6 separate regions of the Mus musculus genome follow, and all the other regions are linked to region 5. Evidence: chromatin contacts called from public HiCAR-type, HiChIP or PLAC-seq and promoter capture Hi-C data. All regions are on one chromosome and are shown on one strand. The core of a region is the stretch at or near the end of the contact, and the rest is flanking DNA. Distances in the headings are between cores, read along the strand shown.

Evidence for each region. Promoter capture Hi-C pulls out the DNA fragments that hold promoters and counts their contacts. HiCAR-type assays count read pairs that join an accessible place to other places. HiChIP or PLAC-seq counts read pairs in DNA pulled down with a chosen protein or histone mark. Capture Hi-C pulls out chosen DNA fragments and counts their contacts.
Region 1: a promoter capture Hi-C map of pre-B cells shows a contact between it and region 5, with 5 times the contacts expected there. The contact joins the promoter of Vsig10l here to the promoter of AW146154 in region 5. A contact is called at or near these places in 5 of 39 promoter capture datasets (the HPC-7 cell line, cranial neural crest, hippocampal neurons and 2 more).
Region 2: a contact with region 5 is called in a HiCAR-type map of astrocytes, with 5 times the contacts expected there. The contact joins the promoter of Zfp715 here to the promoter of AW146154 in region 5. A contact is called at or near these places in 4 of 39 promoter capture datasets (cranial neural crest, hippocampal neurons, maxillary cranial neural crest and 1 more), 2 of 484 Hi-C or Micro-C datasets (CD4 T cells and rod photoreceptor), 1 of 115 datasets of contacts at active chromatin or transcription factors (astrocytes) and 1 of 9 other capture datasets (pancreatic islet).
Region 3: a contact with region 5 is called in an H3K4me3 HiChIP or PLAC-seq map of embryonic stem cells, with 5 times the contacts expected there. The contact joins the promoter of Zfp977 here to the promoter of AW146154 in region 5. A contact is called at or near these places in 1 of 39 promoter capture datasets (embryonic stem cells) and 1 of 115 datasets of contacts at active chromatin or transcription factors (embryonic stem cells).
Region 4: a promoter capture Hi-C map of pre-B cells shows a contact between it and region 5, with 8 times the contacts expected there. The contact joins the enhancer-like site here to the promoter of AW146154 in region 5. A contact is called at or near these places in 4 of 39 promoter capture datasets (cranial neural crest, embryonic stem cells, hippocampal neurons and 1 more), 1 of 484 Hi-C or Micro-C datasets (CD4 T cells) and 1 of 9 other capture datasets (liver).
Region 6: a contact with region 5 is called in a promoter capture Hi-C map of liver, with 4 times the contacts expected there. The contact joins the promoter of Zfp975 here to the promoter of AW146154 in region 5. A contact is called at or near these places in 2 of 39 promoter capture datasets (embryonic stem cells and hippocampal neurons), 2 of 115 datasets of contacts at active chromatin or transcription factors (large pre-B cells and stem cell-derived neural progenitor cells) and 1 of 9 other capture datasets (liver).

Annotation. Positions count from the first base shown.
Region 1 is chr7:43,461,866-43,464,781 of GRCm38.p6, reverse strand. Vsig10l (V-set and immunoglobulin domain containing 10 like) reads right to left here and starts at 1,631. Exons shown (of 10, transcript NM_001368881.1): 1 at 1,510-1,631; 2 at 607-1,422. The coding sequence starts at 1,549. It overlaps Gm39000 (a long non-coding RNA gene), which reads left to right. Exons shown (of 3, transcript XR_003946763.1): 2 at 1-701; 3 at 1,742-2,916.
Region 2 is chr7:43,311,813-43,314,838 of GRCm38.p6, reverse strand. It overlaps Zfp715 (zinc finger protein 715), which reads left to right and starts at 1,539. Exons shown (of 5, transcript NM_027264.4): 1 at 1,539-1,735.
Region 3 is chr7:42,591,081-42,594,157 of GRCm38.p6, reverse strand. Zfp977 (zinc finger protein 977) reads left to right here and starts at 1,613. Exons shown (of 4, transcript NM_001362112.1): 1 at 1,613-1,721. The coding sequence starts at 1,719.
Region 4 is chr7:39,674,686-39,677,555 of GRCm38.p6, reverse strand. No RefSeq gene overlaps it. Among named protein-coding and RNA genes, the nearest start is that of Gm26327, 46 kb to the right of the region's middle. Within about 2 kb of position 1,620, at least 20 of the 459 cell types and tissues checked have an H3K27ac peak or open chromatin away from gene starts, as enhancers often do. A contact at or near this core is called in pre-B cells, where this site is marked.
Region 5 is chr7:41,498,616-41,501,315 of GRCm38.p6, reverse strand. AW146154 (expressed sequence AW146154) reads left to right here and starts at 1,426. Exons shown (of 4, transcript NM_001033530.3): 1 at 1,426-2,022. The coding sequence starts at 2,020.
Region 6 is chr7:42,691,314-42,694,013 of GRCm38.p6, reverse strand. Zfp975 (zinc finger protein 975) reads left to right here and starts at 1,296. Exons shown (of 4, transcript NM_001008427.1): 1 at 1,296-1,363. The coding sequence starts at 1,361. It overlaps Gm38998 (a long non-coding RNA gene), which reads right to left and starts at 1,164. Exons shown (of 3, transcript XR_001778103.2): 1 at 1,063-1,164.

The DNA of each region.
Region 1 (2,916 bases), core at 382-2,881, 2.0 Mb before region 5:
TGAGTTGGAGAGCCCATACACCAGAACTCCCTCCCTGGGCCATAAGTCTCTGCCTCTTCAGTCCTTCCTCTCTCCTCTCACTGCACCCAGAATCAGAGCTCTCAGTCCTTCTTCCTCTGATCCAGGGATATAGACCCCAGCCCTCCTCCCTTGGACCCAGAGGTGCATACCTCAGCCCGCAAACTTAGGTGTCCAAACCCCAATCTTATTCCATCAGTCTGAGGACTCCAGACTCCAGCCCTCCTTCAGACTCTGAGGTCAAGACCCACCCCCTCTTCCCTCAAACCCAGGGGTTCAGACTTCAATCCTCCTCCTTCAGACCTGAGTCCAAACCCCAGTCTTAATTCCCTCGGTCCCACGGATTCAGGCCCTAGCCCTCCCCCGTCACACCTAAGTGAGGTCCAGGCCTCTCTCAGACCTAAGAGTCCAGCTTAGACCTCCTCCTTCAGACAAGGTGAGCTCTGGTCCCTGCCTTTGCTCTTATCCCCACCCACAGGCTCTTTCTTCTAGGAAGGAAGCATATTCACACAGCACAGACTTGTCCAGAGGTCTGCGAGGAGAGCAGGCACTCGGCAGCCTGCACTCTGGACCTCGGACCCCACTTACCAAATACACCCACCACAAACTCTCGAATCTGCTGGGAGACTCCTCCCCTGATGACCTCAACTGTGTACACCCCTGCATCATCCAGCCGGGCAGAGGTGAGTTCCAGACCCCCTCGAATCTGGTCAAATCTCAGGCGGGCTTGATGCATGGGGTCCAGACTAATTAGTGGAGCCTGTGACCCCAGACCCCCAGCTGCCAATACCTTGGAACCCCGGCGCCAGACCACCAGAGGAGCAGGGGGACTGGAGCTGGGGACCGGGGTCAAGGGGAGCCTGATGGTGGTTCCCACTAGCACAGCCAGGGGTCCCCCCACTTGCTGAGGAAAGCTTGCAGCTTGGTAAATCTCTGAAGAAATTTTGGATCCAGGTTCAAGGTTGTGATGCTCCAGGGATAGCTTTGAACCTGAGGCCTTGGTAGGTACTTTGGTGTCTGGAGTTTGAACTGATATTTGTGAAGCTGGAGTCTTGACGAGGAAGGGAAGCCCAGAGTCTTTGTCAGGATCTTGAGAATCTAAACCATCAAGAGACACTCTGGAAGGAGGGGTTTCAGAGGAGGTGACATCAGGGCTGAGATACTGTTCCTCAGCGGAAACATTGGTCCTGAATAATCCAGGCACATGGCTTGAATTCAGCCCCTGAGGAAACCGGTTGGAATCAGGGATTCCAGCAGAGGCTTCTGAACCTGGCGGCTGGGGGTGCTGGCTGGAGGAGACGTTTGAAACAAAGTCCCGAGAGGAGCCCATGGAGTGTGAGGAGGAGGCAGAGGGTGGCTGAGAGCCCAAAGCTGGCTGGAGGGCAAGGAGCTCAGCTCTGAAGGCTGCAGAGGAGAGGAGGGAGGGGAGAGCATTGAGAGAGACTGCCAGGGAGTGGGCTGCTGGGGAGGAGAGGGGCACAGGGAACTTACCCAGGAGTAGGAAGGGCAGCAGAGCCCACGAGAGGCCCATGGTGATGGTCACACTCCAGAGAGGACACTACACAGAGATCCACAGCTTGCATTGTCCCAGGTCTGACAAGTCCAGCAGGAATGGTTGCTTAGCTTCCTGGGTGGAGAAAGGAGACAAATGTGGGAGGTGCCAGGGTCCCCTGGCATGATATGGTGGCTGAGTGGCCCGCTCCACCCTTCTTGTCTTCATCAGAGGTTGTATGGAGAAGCCCAGGCTGAACCTCCACTCCTCACCCCCAGGGCAAGGTGAACTCCCAGCTGGGACCAAGCAGCAAGCCTGTGGGGACCACGCAGGAAGACTTCCTTCAGGCGTGTCTGTGAAGTCAGAGCCCCTCCTGTGTCCCCACCTGGCCCAGGTGTCTTGCTTCCCAGCCTTCTGCTGTCTACTGTCTGACCTGCAGTCTTTTCTCTGACCCTGCCCTCTTCTCCAGATCCTTCTGTGACTCCTTATGATCCTCGGAACCAAGTCTCCAGTTGCTGTCTCTATCAAAGCCATCTACCCTGATACTTAGAAATCAGTTTCCATTGTTCAATACCTGATGAACTCAGCATCTCCCTCTGACCCATACTTTCAGGATCACCTATGCAAAGCCTGCGGAGGCTTCCCACTGTCCCCCCTACCCAGCACTGCTACCAATCTCTGAATACTACCTAGATCTCTTCCCATTTTCTCCTCTTGTACCCACTGCTCAGACCTTACCCTTTTCATCTGCAACCCCCTTCCCCCCCACACACACTTTCTGTAACCTCCTACTCTGTAAGTCCCCTCCCTGGCCAGCAGATCCCTCCCTCCATATCCCAGCCTTGCTTGGCTTCACAGCATCCTCTGCAGACATCCTTACTGGCCTCACCCACTTCTCTGCACTATGTCTTACCCTCCTGAACATGCCGCTCTTCTGATGCCATCTAACCTCCCAGCCCTTGCCAGCATTCTTCTCTTTACCTGGAATGCGTTTTCCCTCTCCAATCTGGCCACCTCACAACTGGTCCTTCAGGTCTCACCTCATTAACAGCCATAATAATGACAACTTCAGCTCAGCCAGGAACTATGCTAAATCCTACCAGCACATTATTATCAGGCTGATTTCTTTTTTCTCAGTGTCCTCTGAGCAGAATGTTTGATCCTCACTTCACAGACCAATGAGGATGCAGAAAAGCCAAATTTCCCATGAGAGGTTGCAGAGCCAGCAAGAGAGGCTGGACTTAGGTTAAGGCTGGTCAGATTGCTTCAGTCCGTCAGAACGTTTTCTTATCACCCCTTGCTAGGTAGGCTTTAGGCCTCTGCTCAGCTCTGAACCTCTGAGACCTAGTGCTTTCCGTGCTGGTGGAAGGCATGGTCAGAAGGCATTGAGCATGCTCCATATATTA
Region 2 (3,026 bases), core at 290-2,789, 1.8 Mb before region 5:
AGTCTTGGGCTGGAGAGATGGCTCAGCGGTTAAGAGCACTGACTGCTTTTTCCGAAGGTCCTGAGTTCAAATTCCAGCAACCACATGGTGGCTCACAATCATCCGTAATGAGACCTGACGTCCTCTTTTGGTGTGTCTGAAGACAGCTACAGTGTACTTACATACAATAATAAATAAATCTTTAAGTGGGAGTGAGCAGGGGCGGAGCTGGAGGTCAACCAGAGTGAGCAGAGGTCCTAAAATCAAACTCCCAGCAACCACATGGTGGCTCACAACCATCAATACAGCTACAGTATACTCATATACATAAAATAAAGAAAGAAACCTTAAAAAAAAAGTCTTTAGATATTCCCAGATGCTTTCTGTCTTGGAAATCGAAAGTTTCTGTTAACCCATTAAAGGTTTTTTTTTTTTTCTTTCTCAAAAGCTTGCATAATTTAGGAAAATACAATTTTAAAACAATGGAGATCTATCTTGCCTAGTTTATCTTTCCACAATAGCAAAATGGGAGCTATGAGATTATATTCAGTTATGTAGCCCAGGTTGGCCTCAGACTCAGAGATCTGCCTTCCTCTGCCTCCAGAGTACTGGAATTAAAGGTATGAGCCAACTTCTTGATCAAGATTTAATTCTTTTTTTTTTTTTTTTGGCAGGATTTCTCCTGGCTGTCCTGGAACTTTCTCTATAGACTAGGCTGGCCTTGAACTCAGAGGTCTGCCTGACTCTCTCTACAGAGTGTTGGGACTAAAGACGTGTACCATCTCCACTGGGCAAGATATAAATTTTTATTTTATGTGTATGGGTGTTTTATCTGCACGAGTGTCTGTGTACCACTAGTGTGCTCGGTGTCTTTGGAGGTCAGAAGAGAGCGTCCGCTTGGAACAGGAGTTACAGATAGTTGTGAGCTGACGTGTGAGTGCTGGAATTGAGCCCTTAAGAGCAGTTTGGGCACTTACCTGTTAAGCTACCTCTCTATCATATCATCCCTTCTCCCCTGCAGAATTAGGTTTAAATAGAAAGCAAGAGGTATGTAACTAAGCAGTCTTACCAAGCAATCTTAGTTTGTGGCCCCTCGCTATCATTGTCTCCGACTGAAGTCTGTCCTGCAAAGTGGTCTAGGAAGTTGTCAGAACGGTGTGAAATCTGTTTTCCTGTGACAAGTCCCTGCTCTGACTGCCTCCTGGCTTCAGCACATCCTTTCTCCCATCATGGAATTTCTATTTCTGTGTTCCATTGTCTCAATAGTCTGTAGAGGAAGGGGCACAGAATGTCTCTTTAGACTATCATATTCCTGCCAGGCCTGTCACACCATATGGGAGACAGCTTTCAGACTTCCACTCAAAGGCGTTGCATTTAGCTGCCCGCCCACATGGAATCAAAGTTCCTGGATGGTGGCCTCCAACGTCCGGAGCTCACTCACGCCGCCACCACAGTTTCCAAGGAAACTGGAACCACCCGGTCTGCCATGCTGACTGCTGGCAGGCACACTCGGGTCAAAAGTGTTAGTGGGCATGCGCATTATTCTACTGGGCGTGGACATGTCCTGCCGGAAATCTAAAAGACACCGGAAATAGAGTGGCCGTGAAACCTTAAATGTTGTAGTCATTCGAGTGTTACTTCGCTGGCGGGTCCGCGAGGTGGTTTGGAACTTTTCCATCCGGGACTCTTCGGCTTCCGTGGGCGGAAGTCGCCGTCAGGCGTGCCGTGTGCAGAGCTCTCGGCCGGGCAGTGTGAGGTGAGTGGCGGCGGCGGCGGCGCAGGGGGTGGGAGGACGCAGTGCTGTGCCGAGCGCTGGTTTGTGCTGAAGGACTGGGCTGAGGCGGCTGCCGGGGCTCGTCAGATGGGGTGGGGGTCGCGTGGTGCGCTTTCACCCTGTTCCCGAGGGTTTCCCGTATCTTGGGTGTTTTGTCACTTCCCAATGTGCTCTCCTGTGGGTTTTCACGCAGTCGTCCATGAAAGTTGTCAGCTGAGGCCATTAGGGGGCGGGACTCAGTGAGTGGGCGCTGCACGCAGCGGGTCCCCGGGTGGGAGTCGGGAGCTTAAGGGCGAAGACTTTGAGGTGGCCTGTGCCCCACTCAAGCCGTGATTGGCGTAGGGGTCAGCAGAGGCAGCGATGGAGCCTAGGGCGGGAGTGGGATGCTTGTGAGGGCGACTCTGGTCGTTAGTGTTGGCGTGGCCAGTGACTGTGGCTTGATTCCGGTTAGCACTATGTGAAGAAAATCCCGTCGGCTTGACCAAAGTAGCAAGTGTCAAGACCACAGGTGTCGGAACTGCGAGTGCTCAGGCTCTCACGGATGAGGGAGGGAGAGAGGGAGGGAGGGAGGGGGTCCCACGCTTTGCATGCTGCCTAGTTATCTAGGCTGCTGAGCTCAAGAGATTTCTTCTAAGGTCCGTAAAAGTAGGGAATCTTGTTTTATGGGCTGCTTTTGGGTCTCCTTTTCCAACTAATTCGTTCCTACCTCTGGATGACCAGCATTATTGAAGGAATGATCCCAAATATTAAAAACACTTTCACTCTTTGGGGCACATTAGAGTCATACTTGGGAATCCTTTGGACATTATGTGCATCAGTGCTTGCCTGTCTTTGGGATCCTATACAGACGTTAAAGATCACTGGTTGGCAGTTGACCAAAATAATATTGGGCCGTTTTATTTGTACCCTAATGTTTGTGTTGATTTGGAGTGCTTAAAAAACTGTGTATTGGTCTGAGAGGAGTAAGTAGCTCATATCTTTAAATCCCAGCACTAATGGGGCCCAGGCAGTGAAAGTTAAAGGCTAGCCTGGTCTACATAGCAAGTTCAGGATAGCCAGAGCTAAATAATAGACCTTGTCTCAAATACAGACACACACACACACACACACACACTTACACATGGGAGCGGGGGAGGGGGCACACAGACAGACATGGAGTGGGGGAGTGAGGATTGGATAAGCCTGTTTTTCTTAATGTGTCTGTGTAGACGGGGAAATGTCTAGAAACTCACGCTACAATCAAAATTGGCTGTCATCCTGAGCGCTTTGTGCA
Region 3 (3,077 bases), core at 364-2,863, 1.1 Mb before region 5:
ATTCTTGGTCGTCAAATACATGGAATTAACTAAAATGGCGACATTTCAAGTACTGTGAAGAATTTTTGATAATTATATCTTTTTAAGTTGTAAACCCTCTTTTAAATCTGGATCATTTGAAGTGATAAGAGATATCTTTAATCTAGGCCACAGCTTCTAGTGGCAGACTACATTGTAAAGGTCATTGAAGGTGGTAGTTCTTTCTCCTTGTCTTCATGTTTTACCTCTGACTAGCAAACTCAGTTTTTGAAAACTGGCCTACTTCTTCCTCATTGTGATGTAGACTGAATACCAGCAGTGTCATCCAGCCACATGGACTGAACCACTACTATATTCTTCATCTGTCCATTTGCAGACAGCCATTGTTGGGCTGGTTGGACCACAGCTTACAAACCATGCCAATAAATCCACTTTCTACATATACAGAGAGATCCATTCTATCAGTTTTGTCCATTAGGATACCTTTATTAATATAGCTGTGGGTTTTTTCCTCTTCCCACTAAGGAAGATGTGCTGGCTAGCAATAGTGTTATGTAGAGTTTGTCTTCGGTTTCTTGCTTTTCTCCTGGGGCTGTGTAAATTCTGATGCCTACCAGGTGAAACATAGCTGCAGTTTACCTGACCCGACCATGACACCACAGAACAAAAATCTTAGTGTTTCCTAAAAATCTCCTGAATTGTTAATATTCTGGGCGCCCTTTTCCTATGGGCTGGATTGTTCATTTCACTGCAAGTTAAATAATGGGCCCTGCAAGCTATCTTCCTTGATTACAGGAGGGAGAAGGGGAAGTGCTGGAAGCCAGAAGCAAGACTTTCCCTCCCCCCTGCTGCTTGAGGAATTCTCAGTTTGCAGAAGCCTTTCCCTTCCCCCTGCTCCTTGCCCTTTCCCTGCTGATATAAACAAGCCTTTCCCTGCCAATGTAAAGAAGCTCAAGACTGCCTGGCCCCTTCCCCATCTGAGGGGACTGACTAATGGTCAAAATGTCCACAACTGCCATAGCAAGACTAGCTGTTCTCAAAAATTAGCCATAACAATAAAAACGGTCCCTGGGACCCTGGCCTCAGTTTGAATTCTAAGATAAACCGACCTTGCTGACAAAGTTTCTGACATCGCTAGCTGATCACCAAAAGTAATGAACATAACTGTTACTTTGGTAGCCAACAATCATAGTTGTGTAACCCTTCCCCACTAAAAAAAGAGAAAGAGAGAGAGAAAAAAAACCCACCAACAAAACTGTACTGTAAGCAATCTGGGTTGACTCTCCCTGAGAGGCTGAGCAATGCTATGTGAATCTGAATAAAAACCTCTTGCCATTGCAGAGATCTATTGTCAACCTGCGTCTCTGGGGGTCGCGTTCTCAACATTTGGGCCCCTGGGGTCCTAGCACAACCACTTTGCCTTATCCCATCAGTGCACTCTCACCCTACTTATCTGGAAAAAGGTCGGTCCTGGAACAGCAACATGGGCCCGGAATCACTAAGCTGTGTCCCTTCATCACACACTAACCTTAAGGGAGGTGCTTATGTCACTCCAGACTCGCTGGCCAATCAAGGCCTCAAGTCTGACCTGCCAGTCAGAATTGGAGGCGGGTGCTTCCGGGCGCCATGTTGCTGGTTCAATGCTGTAGCTGAGGAGGCTGGTGTGGTTTGTTTGTCCTGCTCTGTGTGCTACTGCTGGGTGCTGTGAGGGGAATTCAGGCGAGCTCTGACCTCGCGACATGGTGAGTATATGGCAGCTGCTTCCAATGGGAAGGGGCAGGCGATTGAACAACTGGAGCGAGTATGGTGAGGCCTCCCTGGGACTGGGTGCTAGCTGCGCACCTCAGCTACACAGGGCCACATGTGAGGTTGTTTGTGGTCTTGGCTGCTCTGAATAATTCTGCTCTGGGGCTTCATCTGTGCGAATATTTAAGCATGAGCTTGTGCGTTGAAACCTTCTTGGCAAGATGGCAAACACAGAAATGCCTAGTTTCTCCAGTATCTTCTACAATTTTGTTTGTTTGGTTGGTTGGTTTTTCAAGACAGTGTTTCTCTGTATTGCCCTGGCTCTCCTGGAAATCACTCAGTTTGGCTAGCCTCAAACTCAGAAATCCGCCTGCCTCTGCCTCCCAAGTGCTAGGATTAAAGGCGTGCGCCACCACTGCCTGGCTTTAAACACACACACACACACACACACAAAACTTTTTTTTTTAATCTCATACAATTTTTACACTTTCTTTTAAGATTGTGATGCAAGATATATTTGGAGTTAATATGAGAAAGTTGTAAACATCACCTCCTGTCCAATATTAAGCTGCCCAGCACTGTTTTAGACTCCTCCGAGTTTATCCCATCATGTAACAGTGTCTGCTGACTTTATACACCGCAGGAAGGAGTATAAAAGACGGTATTCTTCTTAAGAAGCTGACCTGGCATAAGGTATTGCTTGTGCGGGACCTTCCCATCCCACCTTTTGTACTCTGTACCTTCTGCCTCTCTTCTCCTTTTCAGCCTTTGGGATCTTCCACTTAGGACTGTGTCACTGTTTCAGGTCTCTGATGTACTTAAGAAGTACTTCTGGGGTATCTTTGCTGTGCAAACCTCCCCTCTGCCTAAGTGGCTAGACTTGCAGTCCTCTGTCCCTGTCTCAATTGTTCAAAGTGTAACCTGGAGGCTGAATGCAAAAGAGACTAAGGATAATGGCAGCTGTGGAATGCAAGGTCTGTTCTAGGCTGGCTCCTCTTTGAGCATTAACCAGTGCTTGACACATGCTAGTGTTTGGTGGTTTTTTCTGGTTTTTGGTTTTTTTTTTCTTTGTTTGTTTTTATTTTTGTTTTTTGAGACAGGGTTTCTCTGTGTAGACATGGGTGTACTAAAACTCACTCTGTACACCAGGCTGGCCTCGAACTCAGAAATCCATCTGCCTCTGCCTCCGAAGTGCTGGGATTAAAGGTGTGTGTCACCACGCAGGGCGACTCATGCTATTGTTAAAGAGATATTTCTTTCTTTCTTTTTTAAAAAAACATTTATTTATTTTTTTATATGTAAGTACACTGTAGCTGTCTGCAGACACTCCAGAAGAGGGCGTCAGATCTCAT
Region 4 (2,870 bases), core at 371-2,870, 1.8 Mb after region 5:
CCTTGCTAATGCTTCACTGCTGCCCACTCATCTTCTTCCATTCGCTTACCAATGCTCTTGGTTGTGGCTCTTCAAAGTGGCCCAGGGACACAGAAATAGCTCATTTAGCACCATCTGTGTTCAAAGAGCAGATGTGGTTCCTTCATTTCAGATAAATCTCCCATCCTGGAAAAGCAGGCAGTAAGTCTAGAGGGTAAGCCAGTTTGTACAGACACAGTCAGGAATACGCTGTTCTCATGGGGATTTTGCATAATCCATTCAGCCTCTGACCACTCTGTCAGAAATGTAGACAGACATGTTTGTGCCTTTCAAATGTCAGAATGTATTAAATAGTAAATTCATGAGGTATAGCAGTCTCAGTGGTAGTAGTTTGTTAGATATTCTTGAACCATATATGGCATATCACATGGCAAATCTATCATCTATCTCTCTACCTACCTATCTATCATCTATCTACTTATTGATTTACTTATCATTTATCTATATCTATTCCTATACTCCTACCCCTACCCCTACCCCTACCTACCTAATTATCTATGTATGAAAGTCATGGGGTGATTACAAAAATTAAAGAAGCAAGGAGTTTCAAAGGAGCCTAAAAAGCCAAAATCAAACTGGTAGGGATGCATGAGTCTCTGTAGTGATTAGATAATGAGCCAAAACTGAGCCATACAGAAGATGCTATTGTTGCAGGCCATTATGGGCCATAGAATTGAGAGTAAAGCTATAGAGTTGAACCTAGCTGAAGAAGGAAAATGGCCAGGACCAGGTCCAGATAAAGGGATAAATGGACAACAACTTTAGATCAACAATGGTGACTAAATCAAGACAAAGCCCCAGGGACAGTTAGAAGTTCTCTACCTGTTGGTCTTTGACATATACTCAAGTGGTCATATGACAGGAAATCTCTGTCATCTCTCTACTAAATGTCCATCTCTTTACGAGGTCCACGTGAGGAAGTTATTGTTTATCCTTGGTCTGTTATGCCCAACAAGGTCTAGGGCATGGTTTCACTGATACTGTTCTAATATACTCATCTGGCCTTACAACCTTAGTTCACCCCCAATAAATCTATAAAATGGCACCATTCAGCTTTCATTTATCAGTCTGAGCTGCATGCATGGTGTCAGATAGTTGGGTATTGTTTGCATATCCATCTGGATCTGTGAACACAAGTTATCTTGTACCATCAAAATGGGGCCAAAAGCTACTTATAAAAACGGAGTTTCTCAAGACAAAGCTCAGTCTGAAAGCAAAGTCAAACACATCACTGTTTTACATAATATAAAGTATCTCAGAGAGGACACAGTCTAATCTCAACACATTTGCTTTCCTCATTTTGAGTGTGTGTGTGTGTGTGTGTGTGTGTGTGTGTGTGTGTGTGTGTGTGTGTGTGTGTGCATTAGACCAGTAGCTTACTCATCAGCATACACAGCAAGGATCTGGCCTCTACATAGTAGCAGCTACTTGTCTGAGGACTTTACCATGCTAAAATACCAAGCACTCACTGACCCATGCTGGGTGTATGATGCTATCCACATAGTGTAATGGAGGGTCCTGCCTTGCAGGATGGTCATGCCAGATTGGTCATGAAACTGACAGTGTCAGGCCTGTGTTGCTCCTTAAAGTACCATAAATGCTTTTAGTATCATTTCTCCCACGCTATCTTGGACTTAACTAGGGCTCAGTGAACTCTGCCCATTTTTCATACTTTACTGGGAATCCCAGGGGACCCAGGGTTGGTGGACCTTGATCTAATGAGAAGGAGATGTCCTTATTTCTTAGGTTTTGTTTTTTCCCTCTAACTGAAGCATGAGGACAAAACAAACACTGCAACCAAAGCTAGATGAATGACCTCACCAGGGAAGAGCACTGGGTGCCTTAGTCCTTGCTCTGCTAGCCTGAACAACAGCATCATGATTAACACAGCAGCAACTGGCAAGGGGCCGGGCTTCTCTGCCTATTGGACAGTTTGACTAGGTGACTTATGGCTTTATATTTTTAAATTGGCCTCGCCAGCACCAGCTGATAAATCAACACACAAGCCATTAAATGGTTCATTATCCCAGTAATATGATTCATACCGTGTGCCAAGAAACGCAGGAGATGCTAGAAAACTTAAAAATACCCCACTCGAAGCCACAAGTGCCCATTCTTGTCACTGATAGGCTAGATGAGAAAGTGTTCTTGGTCCAGAGGTCAAAGAGAACACTCAGCAGGTGGCCGATTCCCTCTAGCAGCCCTTGGCCTCTTGATGGAGTGTGAAACCACATCCTTGCCAGGCAGGCTCCAGGCCTCATTGAACTCTTACTCCCATACTCACAGGGCCCATCTTGCTGGGTTCGAGAGTCTGGTGTAAAACGCATTGTAGAGCACACCATTAGCCAGCTGCACTTGAGTGTGAAACCATAAAGTTCAGGAGAGCATGAGGTCACTGTTCGGTAGCAGAAAGACACTGGTCCTGGTTTCCAGCTCCATTTGGAATCAGTTAACATTTTTGTAAAGGTGTTTTGTTGAAAGGTGTGAAAGTGAAGGTCAGTGGAGCTGAGAAAATATTGAAACTAAGATAGGAATAGAGTGTTCCATAACTACAAAATTCATAATTCCTAAGGATATAATAAGTAGAATAAACTCAATTTGACTCATAAGATACACTATTATGATGTAGCTGTCTATCTCTGCTGTAACCCCAGGGGCTAGAACAAGGTTCACACATTTAAAGAACTTAATTATAGTTGGGTAAGCAGACAACTAACAAGGAAGCATCTAGTAGCTGGGAGATGTCTCAGTGTTTAAAAATCACCAGCTGCTCTTGCAGAGGGGTTCAGTTCCCAGCATGCAAATGGCTGTGGGTCTGTGACATCATTTCT
Region 5 (2,700 bases), core at 177-2,676:
GTCGGGTGCTCTAACCCACTGAGCCATCTCACCAGCCCAAAATAACAAATCTTACAAGAATAGAAATCACAGATTCATCCATAATTTGGAGAGGAGCTGGGTCTGGCACTGTGCAGTTGGGGGCAGAGCTCTGGACATTACAAAGCTATCCAATGAGCCCCAAGTGCTATTTGTGAATTGTCTATCTCCAAATCTACCTTATACATACTTGGTGTTCTAAAATGTTAAGTTTTTCTCGACCCAGCTTTCCTGCCAGCTAGACACAGGTAGGAGAAGGCAGAAGAAGTATCTGAGCCTGGGGTAGAGTCTGTAGCTTCTGAATACAATCCAAGTCAGAGCATCTCATATTGAGAGACAACTTCACAGTCAGTTAGATGCAGGTGGGGTCGGAACTATGTATGCTGCACCCGGAGCTCCCTGAGCCACTGTGCCTTACAGCCTTAAGTCAAAACACACAAAGACAGATCAGATACCTAAGACAACGATATTTAGAATTGGCCTTTTCTGCTTCTAAGTCCGTAAATTCTTATATTGTGCCTTCCTCTAATTTAGTCGCCCCCCTCCCCCACCCTATGGTAACACACGAGGAAGCACTAGACAAGTGGACAAAACACAAAACAGGAGTCAACAATATAGATTGAATTGGTGTTACACAGAGGTTTCATCAATCTAGGAGAACTTAACCGATGGGAGACTGTTTCAGCGGACTCCTTGTATAATCCCTGGAATTCCTGGTATCCTCTGGAAGTCTCTGATTAGTTGGACAGCCTAGGCATTGGGACCTAGCTGAAGTTCTCAAGTGCGGGGTTACTTAAGTTTCTACCTCCCAGCGTCAGTAGAGGGCGTTTCCAGAGCTCCCATGGCAAATAACTGATCAGAAAATAACTGATGGCCCTGGATGAACTCCCAATTACGTAGAAATTACTAAAACAAACAAGCAAACAAACAAACGATAGGTATCTCTCAATTGCCCGAACGGGTGTACAAACTCCATCCCCTTAACCAGAATCCAGGAACCAACAGGAAGCTTACTGTTTTTCTCCGAGTCTGCCATTCACCCCGGGAGTCTGCAGAGGGAACGCATTTCCCGGAGACCTTGGCTGGGTCAGCCCACCCCTCGATTATCCGGAATGAAGAGCGAATTTGGGACCATTATTTCCTTATGCGCTTCCATACCTTAAACCTGAGTTTTATTGGAAAACCAAATCAACCATTTCCGTCCAAATTTGAAGCAACCGTTTATTAAATATTAAGTACTGACCAAGCGGTGGATCTGGATCAGAAATATCCACAGAATTTCCCAGCTGGGATAGCCCCCGGTCACATGTTGTAGGGCTTTATACAGATAATCAATTTGGCCACCGTACTTTCCCACGAGGACTTGTTACTTACAAAGAACTACAATTCCCAGCATTCCTAGAAGTAACCTGGTTCCTGGGCAGGTGAGGCTTACAGGTCAAATTTGGGAATTACAATTTTCAAGCTTGATTTCCATTACATATCCACCTTCATTTCCGGAGGAAGAAGGGGAAGTGCCTAATGAATAAAGGTAGTTCAAGCAAGCTCCAGATTCCACCACGACTTAGAAAGCGCAGGGTCGTTGTTTACAAAGGGGAGGAGCAGGCAGCTGGGCGGCAGGAGCTGAGGTGATGGGTCCTTCCCGGTGCGGGATGGAAAGACAGACGGGTAGAATACAGACACAAGTGCTACTGAAATGCAAATCTCTATGTATCTGGAAAAGGTCTGGTACTGTACTGGAAGACCCGGCCAGCAACCATCATGCGGAGTCTCATCTGCACACCCTAACCCTCAGGGAGGTACTCGCGTTACTCAAGACTTAAGGGCCAATCAGAGCCTTGAGGTGGACCTGCCAGTCAGAAAAGGAGGCGGGATCTTCCGGGTGCCTTGCGGCAGCTTCAGCTCTGTAGCGGAGCGGGCTGGAAAAGTTCTGATTGTTTTTCTCTAAGCGCTGCTGCTGGGTGCTGTGAGGGAAGCTCTAGCAAATTGCTAATTCGCGACATGGTGAGTGCAGAGCCACTGCCCACAGGGGGGAGGAGCAGGCAGTTGTGTTGCAGGAGCTGGTATGGTGGCTTGTCCCTGGGTCTGGGTGGTAAGTGTGGCCAGATCTGACCACCTGTTACTTCCCTTTTTGTCCTAGTCATTCCCTGAACCCAGCAGTGGATGTGAATAACTTCGCTATGAGGGCTGCATCTGCTCAAAGCATCTGGCACAGAGACTTGTGTGTGGAAACATCCTTAGCAGGATGTCAAACTCAGGCCTAGTTTCTCTTTACTTCTAAAAGTTAACTCCCCTATCATTTAACATTTAGCTGTAAGACCTATTTGGAGTTAATTCTGTAGAGGTTGTAAAAGGCATTTCATGTTGGGTAGCACTCCAATATCAAACTGTGATGAAGAGTAGAATTGATGATGTTAAAGGATTTACCAATGCTTAGGAGATAGTAAGGGACAGCAAGTAGAGTTTAGCTGAGGGAGGAATGCCTCTGAGACACCCTACAGATAAGTAGTGTGCTAACCAGACCCGTTAGAGATCAGGATGCTAGGATAGATATATTTGTTCACTAGGATTGTCCAGAAAAGTGCTCCAGTGCTTAACAAAGGAGGCTACTCTGATTGGCAACCAGCCACTAGGGCCATCCTCATAGCAAAGAACTGGCTGCTCAAGGGAGCGTTCTAGAGT
Region 6 (2,700 bases), core at 47-2,546, 1.2 Mb before region 5:
AGCCATTGTTGGACTGGTTGGACCACAGCTTACAAGCCATTCCAATAAATCCACCTTCTACATATACAGAGAGATTCGATCTATCAGTTTTGTCCATTAGGATACCTTTATTAATACAGCTGTGGGTTTTTTCCTCTTCCCACTAAGGAAGATGTGCTGGCTAGCAATACTGTTGTGTAGAGTTTGTCATCTTTTTCCTGCTTTGCTCCCAGGGCTTTGTAAAATCTGATGCCTACCAGGTGAAACATAGCTGCAGTTTACCTGACCTGACCTGACCATGAAACCTCAGAACAAAAATCTTAGTGTTTCCTAAAAATCTCCTCAATTGTCAATATTCTGGGTGCCCTTCCCCTATGGGCTGGGTTGTTTATTTCACTGCAAGTTAAATAATGGGCCCTGCAAGCTATCTTCCTTGATTACAGGAGGGAGAAGGGAAGTGCTGGAAGACAGAAGCAAGACTTTCCCTCCCCCTGCTGCTTGAGGAATTCTCAGTTTACAGAAGCCTTTCCCTTCCCCCTGCTCCTTGCCCTTTCCCTGCTAATATAAACAAGCCTTTCCCTGCCAGTGTAAAGAAGCTCAAGACTGCCTGCCTCCTTCCCCATCTGAGAGGACTGACTAATGGTCAAAATGACCACAACTGCCATAGCAAGACTAGCTGTTCTCAAAATTAGCCATAACAATAAAAACGGTCCCTGGGACCCCGGCCTCAGTTTGAATTCTAAGATAAACCGACCTTGCTGACAGTTTCTGACATCGCTGGCTGACACCAAAAGTAAAAAACATAACTGTTACTTTGCTAGCCAACAATGATAAAGTTGTGTAACCCTCCCCCCAAGCCCCGCAAATGAAGAGTAGTAAAAAAAAAAAAAAAACCTTTACTGTAAGCAATCTGGGTTGACTCTCCCTGCGAGGCTGAGCAACCCTGTCCGCATCGGAATAAAAACCTCTCGCCATTGCAGCGATCTATTGTCAAGCTGTGTCTCTAGGGGTCGCGTTCTCAACATTTGGGCCCCTGGGGTCCTAGCATAACCACTTTGCCTTATCCCATCAGTGCACTCTCACCCTACTTATCTGGAAAACGGTAGGCCATGGAACAGCAGCATGGGCCAGGAATCACTAAACTGCGTCCCTTCAGCACACACTAACCTTAAGAGAGGTGCTTATGTCACTCGAGACTTGCTGACCAATCAAGGCCTCCAGTCTGACCTGCCAGTCAGAAGTGGAGGCGGGTGCTTCCCGGTGCTTTGCTGTTGGTTCCGTGCTGTATCCGAGGAGGAGTGTGGTGTGGTTTGTGTGTCCTGCTCTGTGTGCTACTGCTGGGTGCTGTGAGGGGAATTCATGCGAGCTCTGAATCCGCGACATGGTGAGTATATGGCAGCTGCTTCCAATGGGAAGGGGCAGGCGATTGAACAACTGGAGCGAGTATGGTGAGTCCTCCCTGGGGCTGAGTACACATCGCGAACCTCTGCTACACAGGGAGGGCTACTTGTGAGGTTGTTTGTGGTCTTAGCTGCTCTGAATAACTCTGCTCTGGGGCTTTATCTGCGCGAATATTTAAGCATGGGCTGGTGTGTTGAAACCTTCTTGGCAAGATGGCAAACACAGAAATGCCTAGTTTCTCCAGTATCTTCTACAATTTTGTTTGTTTGTCTGGTTGGTTGGTTCTTTATAACTTTTGGATATTAGCCCTTAATTGGCTATAGGGTTGGTGAACATCTTTTGTCAGTTTGTAGGCTACTGTTTTGTCCTATTGACAGTGTCCTTCCCTTACAGAAGCTTTTCATTTTTAAGAAATGTATTAACTGTTGGTCTTAGATCCTGAGCCATTGATGTTGTATTCAGGAAATTCTGTGCCCTGTACCCGTGCGTTCAAGGATATTTTTGCTTTGTCTGCTATTAGATTCAGTGTAGCTGGTTGTAATTGAGGTCCTTGATCCATCCTGTGCAGGGTGATTCTTCTATACACACTGCCAGTTAGACCAGAACATTTGTTCACAATGCTTTCTTTTCTATTCTATGGTATTGGCTTCCTTGCCAAAGAAGTGTCCATAGGTGTGTGCGTTCATTTCTGGGTATTTGATTCTATTCGATTGATCTGCCTGTCTGTACTGATACCATTTGGTTTTTATCACTATTGCTATGTAGTACAGCTTGAGATCAGGAATTGTGATGTCTCCAGAAGTTCTTTTATGGTTCAGGAATGTTTGGGCTATCCTGGGAGCGTTTGTTCTTCCAAATGAGGTAGAGATTTCCATTTTCTATTTTTTTTTTAGATTTATTTATTTATTATATATAAGTACGCTCTAGCTGTCTTCAGGCATACCAGAAAAGGGCTTCAGATCTCATTACAGATGATTGTAAGCAATTATGTGATTCATGGGATTTGAACTCAGGACCTTTAGAAGAACAGTCAGTAATTTTAAATGCTGAGCTCTCTCCAGCCTGAGACTTGCAACTTCAATGTGTGTAGAAAATTGTGTTTGAATTTTGAGGGGAATTGCATTGACTTTGTAGATTGCTTTTGGTACTATGGCCATACTGACTATGTTTTTTGGTTGTCTGTTTTTCAAAACTGGTTTTTCTGAGTGATGAGCTTGTGGTCCTAGGACTTGTTCCATCTACCAGGTTAGCCTTGAATTCAGAGAGTTCTGCCTGCCTCTGCCTCTCTGCCTCTCTGCCTCTCTGCCTCTCTTACTTTCA